2 separate regions of the Mus musculus genome follow, and region 1 is linked to region 2. A link is a contact called in public HiChIP or PLAC-seq data. All regions are on one chromosome and are shown on one strand. Each heading gives the region's core, a stretch centred on a gene start, on an enhancer-like site or on the middle of the called end of the contact. The rest is flanking DNA. Distances are from core to core; before and after follow the strand shown. Region 1 has its middle 18 kb from the start of Ikbkb. Region 2 holds the start of Polb (polymerase (DNA directed), beta).

The links. HiChIP or PLAC-seq counts read pairs in DNA pulled down with a chosen protein or histone mark.
Region 1: an H3K4me3 HiChIP or PLAC-seq map of the 230-238 cell line shows a contact between it and region 2, with 17 read pairs. The contact joins the enhancer-like site here to the promoter of Polb in region 2. A contact is called at or near these places in 3 of 39 promoter capture datasets (the C10 cell line, cranial neural crest and liver), 4 of 484 Hi-C or Micro-C datasets (embryonic stem cells, liver and neutrophils), 3 of 115 datasets of contacts at active chromatin or transcription factors (the 230-238 cell line and embryonic stem cells) and 3 of 9 other capture datasets (adipose tissue, liver and pancreatic islet).

Annotation. Positions count from the first base shown.
Region 1 is chr8:22,722,826-22,725,596 of GRCm38.p6, forward strand. No RefSeq gene overlaps it. Among named protein-coding and RNA genes, the nearest start is that of Ikbkb, 18 kb to the left of the region's middle. Within about 2 kb of position 1,431, at least 48 of the 459 cell types and tissues checked have an H3K27ac peak or open chromatin away from gene starts, as enhancers often do. A contact at or near this core is called in the 230-238 cell line, where this site is marked.
Region 2 is chr8:22,651,962-22,654,701 of GRCm38.p6, forward strand. Polb (polymerase (DNA directed), beta) reads right to left here and starts at 1,476. Exons shown (of 14, transcript NM_011130.2): 1 at 1,353-1,476; 2 at 1,099-1,156. The coding sequence starts at 1,413.

The DNA.
Region 1 (2,771 bases), core at 181-2,680, 71 kb after region 2:
GTAACTAGCCTACAATGTTCTAATCTTCTATCATAGTCTCCGCAGCTTCTCTTCAGACTTTACTCACTCTGTGGGTCCTGAGGACTGAACTCAAGTTGTCAGAATTGCACATTTACCTGCTGAGCCATCTCTCCAGTCCAATTTTTCTAGAGTTAGCAAACTTTTTGTCTCTCTGTTCCCTCTAAGTAAATAATTTAGTATTAAGTAGCCAGACAAGGATCAATAGCCTTGGCCATTGTGGCCGAGCCCATTCTTCCCGGTTGGCTTTGAAACTACCCTGCCCTCATGCCTGTTTTCTTGGCAACACTAAAAAGGGAAATATCAACTTTGATCATATAAAATAGCAGAGATATTGGGACTCTGTGGAGACCAATTAAGAAGGCAACCACCTCCTTCCTGGTCAAAAGAATGAGTTCTCCCTCTGGCCCTGGAAATGAAGCATTCTGATTTGTTCCCACAGTTAGAGCATTATATCCAGGTATCATCTCCTCCTTTAACACTTAATCCGACTGGACAACACATCAATCACCTAGCCCAGAGACCACCCTTTAGGCAGGCTGATTTCCCTAAAGCTACACTAAGAAATGTGAGCAATAATTATCTCCTTAATGAGATAATATATTTACTCTTCCCAGAAAGCCCTACCAACCCCCACACAGCTGCCTAGACAGCCTCCACCAGGTGACCTGCCCTCTTCTCTGCAACTTTGCTCTTCCTTCCTTCTGTCTCTTTCTGAGTCTAGCCAACACTTTTGTAGACACATGAGGCTTCTCACTCCTTCCCTGAAGTTTCGTGCTCACTTCTGCCATCCACTCTCGCTGACCTCCATTGCTAAATGCCTGGATCTCCTTCTCCTCTTCTCCATCTCCCTCCTCCTGGAAAGTGACCATGTTTACCGCTTGCCTACCCTGTTCTTAAGCTTCCTTCTGAGACCATTTCTAAATTCCTTTATGATCCCGACTAAAACCCCAAACGAGGAAGCCCCAACTTTTCTCTCAACACTAGTAAAGTATACCTTGTACAGGGAATTAGAAAGCACCTGCCTTTTGCCCTTAATCTCCTTTAGAAGTCAGGAGGTTCTTGAGTACTCTGATTTTGTGACAATGTAGTTATGTGCATGGATTCAATAAGAAACATTCATTATAAATGGAAATAACTAGAAACATTATAGTACTAACTAAGGCAGACAGAGTCACCTGTGAGACTGATATATATTGACTAAGATACAACCAGATGGTTTTTAAGGAAATCATTTTGACTTTATGAGGTGAATAAAATCTCTCAGAAAAAAAAAAACCTATTATATGATATAGACCAGAAAAGACCACTTGGATCTGTATGTTTAAGCTAGTACAAAGTCTCTATTAGCTGGCTGGTGACTACACTGGCTGTTCAGAATCCCAGTGTCACCCCTAGCCTATCTCAGGGTGAGCTTTTAAGCATAAAACCACATCCTGGGTTGACATTCAGTTAGCAAGAACAGTTTAGCCTGAAGCAAGAAATACGGAAGCCAAAAAGCAAGGTGTACTTAGAGACCTCCCCAGAACTATGGATTTTGATAGATTAGGTTTTTGTCTTTGTTTGGGCAGGTGGTGTTCCCTATGTGCTGAGTTTCATGGCTGAATGGTAGTTCCATCATGGAGTCAGTTGTGCTAAGGTCTGGGGGGGTATGTTATAAAAGCTGGCTTTGGACTTGGCTGAAAGACATTCCCGGTATATAGACAGTCAAGGAATATCTTCCTGAAAGGCTCACAACTCTCAGGATGAGGCAGCGTGGACAGACAGAAAACGAAGGAGATCTGGAGAGGAAAAGAAACCCCTCATCTAGTTGGTATTTCTTGCTGGCTGACAGCCAGATACTTTAACACAAGTGACAAAATTAAAATTGGCTACAGGGTCAATGCTTATTTTCCAAAAGATGTTAAAAATGGCAAGTTAGAGTTGGACGCTTTGTGACTTTTGAGCTGAGGCACATCATCACTGCCCCCCACACGCCCCCGCCCCTTCATAAGCCTGGACTCTGCACCTCAGGAGTCACTGAACAATTCCGCTGGCTGAAGGAGATCCAAGACGGGGGTGGGAGTATGCCAGAATTGTAGGCTTAGATCTGAGTCCAGAGAACACCTGCTGGTGTTCAAGTTCTTGTGCCCCTGAACAAAGAATTATAAAGAACATAAAGTAACAGAAATAGAGACTGTTTATTAATTAAAAAAAAAAAAAGAAGAATCCAAAAAGAAAGACAAAGAGGCTCAGAAAGTGGGAGTGGGCTGATGACCCTGGAAAATCCTACTCCTCACACAGCAGAACTTCAGAACCAGAAAATGGAGGGTAGGAATCCCAGAGAACTGTTAGGAGCTGTCCTACGTCCTACGTGGATGACAGAATCCTGAGGTCAAGGCTGCAGAGACCAGTGGGCGGCTCCTGCTCTCCCCTCCCCCACAGGACACAATGTGGGAACCTCCTAGAGTGTTGGTTCTCAACCTGTGGGTCGTGACCCTTCCAGGGAGGTGTCAAAAGACCTTTTCACAGGGGTCGCCTAAGACCGCCATAAAGACACAGATATTTACATGGTAATTCACAACAGTAGCAAAACTACAGCTATGAAGTCATATGGAAATAATTTTATGGTTGGGGGAGGGGGTCACCACAACATGAGGACCTGTATAAAGGATGGTGGCGTGGGGAAAGTTGCGAACCACTGCTCTAGAATCAGAGACCATCACCTTTCAACTCGGCAGAGCTGTCCCGGAAACACGTCACAAGCGTGCCTT
Region 2 (2,740 bases), core at 226-2,725:
AGTTAAATGGATACATCTATAAAATAACTCCTAAGCCTAAGGCCCAGGGAACACTGTGGAGAGGGAATGGGAAGACTGTGAGAGTCAGAGCATCAGGGAAATGGCGGGAAGGCTGTGTTGCCCAGTAATGTCAGAAGCTATGCTCATAAGGTCTTACTAACATGACTGCCCAGACATGAGCTGAACAAGGAAGAATGTGACAGACACACCACAGTGGTCAGGACCTCAACCCTACACAAAGAACTACAGGAAACAGTCTTTCCTAACACATCAGTTGGTTATCCCTGAAAATATACAAGTAGCATTACACAGTTGGAACAGATTGTATTTATGTATTTAGGAAAATGTGTGTGTGTATGTATGTGTATCGAAATATGTGTGTATATATATGTGCACATATATATATATAATGAAAAAAGGAGGTTATGAATTTGAGAGATCATAGAGGGTTATATATGGAAGTGTTTGGAGAGAGGAAAAGGGGAAATGATGTAATTATAATCCCCCAAATAATCATATAATAATAATAATAATAATAATAATAATAATAATAATTCGACTTCAAATGAGGAAATCCAGGCATGGAACAGACTATAGGAGAACACTAACTGTAAGGCTGTAAGGGCTAGCTTGGGGAAAGCAAGGATAGTTTACTTTTACTGTTAGAAGCTGAGGGGCTTTGGGATGCTTATAGGTTAAGTAGCTGACTGTGGGAAGAGCGGCCAGGAGAAGGTGCCCGCTGAGGTTTGTAGTGATAGGCAGGCAACTGGTTTTCAGGAAGGTGACAGCCCATCCAGAAGGAAAGGCGATTTCCTGAACTACATCTATTTCACAGTTCAGATCTCGTCTACTGTTGTTTATTATGTTTTTTAAACTGTATTTCCAGTCAATTCAAGATTAATGGTGGGAATATATGCATCAGACACCTATTTTCAGTCGGAACTGTACAGTCTCCTGAATTAACCCTATAACGCCCTGCCAAAACCCTGTATAGGTTAAATAAAGTGCCACTCAGCTTTGAACCACTGGGCACCGGCTTTCCATCCCTGCTAAGTGACAGCAAACTAGGATGTCCTGGAACGCCGGCTAACAACGTACCTGTACGCATTGTACTTGTGGATCGCCTGGCTCACGTTCTTCTCAAAGTTTGCGAGTTCTGAAAAGACAACAAAGGGCTCGAGGACACAAGTACACACACCCCCGCGAACGCGGGTCCCGGGATGGAGGTGTGGGCGGGTTCCTCCACCGGCGGCCGCGACGGACGCAGCCGGGGCGCTGCGACCCGCGGGGGGGGGGGTGGGAGAAGCGAGGCCCGGCTGAGCAGAGGAGCCGGAGGGCGGCCCGGGACTCACCCACGAGCATGTCCGTGATGCCGCCGTTGAGGGTCTCCTGCGGCGCCTTGCGTTTGCTCATGGCGCCGGGGACCCACACCTGGGTCTTACCGGTGGAACAATGGCGGCGCCTGACAGGGCGCAGCGCGGTGACGTCACGCGCCAGGCTACGGGGCGGGGCTAGCGGGTGCGGGTGCGGGGAATCTCTGGGCGGAGGGGAGCTAGGAGGTCAGGTTTACCTCCTGGTGAGTTAGCCTGAGAGATCAAATCTGCTCTCCTGGTCTGAGAATAGTCTGATTTAGAGCCCGAGATGCAGACGGAGGTGGACGTTGGCTGCTGTGGACAGTAGCTATGGAACACACGGCCTGTACTGTTTGTGAGGCGTGCCGGCGCGGGTTCTGCTGTCAGAATCCAAGAGCTGCTCTGTGCTTCTGGACACCATGTAAAACATGGAATGAAATATGCCAACCGTCGGCTAAAGACGTGTTCTGGCTTTGTTTGTTCGTTTGTTTGTTTCGGTATCCATGCCTCTTGTGGGAGAAGCTAAAGCTAGGAAAAGACCCCAAGAAAGAAGTGTCTGACTTAACTAAACAGCAATGGAACACTCATATTCTATATGTGATCCCCTTACAATGTCCTTGAATTGAAATATAGCGCTTGTGCCATTTATAAGTGTTCCTCATGGGGGTCCATATTAACTGCAAACACAGCAATTCGTTTGGGCATAAATTGTTATTAAGATACACACTAGTGTGGGTGAATCTGAAAAGAGTATAGAAGGAAAAAGGGAAGTCAATGACGGGCTTGTCATCCAACTTAGGTATTATTATTTGGGGACATACACTTTTACATTTCTACTCCACTCTTATCTTCTAAAATTTCTATTCTTGTTTCTGTTTTGTTCTGAGATAGGGTATCTATGTAGCCCAGGTTGTCCTAGAACTATGAAGAGCAGGCTGGCCTCAGACTCATAGAAATCCTCCTGCCTCAGCCTCCTGGATGCTAGGGATAGGTATGCAACACCAGGTCCAGCAATGCATTGTTGTTGTTTTAGGTGAGTGAGTTATTTTTATTAGCAAGGACAGGGCACTGCTTTCGCTACTGGATGTACAGTAGTGATAAGTCAAGTCCTGTGCGCATGTCCTTGGCAGGGGGTAATAAAGTGGCCTAAGAGCAAGTCAAGAATGAGTGATTCACTGTGAGAGGACATGCTCAGCAGGAATGGGGCCTCAGCTCCACCACAACACTGCACGGATAAACAAGGCAAGGAAATGGGGCAGCCCTCAGGAGGGGCGAGATGAGCTCTATTTAGACAGAACAGTTGGAAAACACCTCTCAGAAGGTCCCTGTGCACGGAGACATAATGAAGAGGAAGAGGGCTTGGGGGACAACTGGAGTGATCCCTGTAG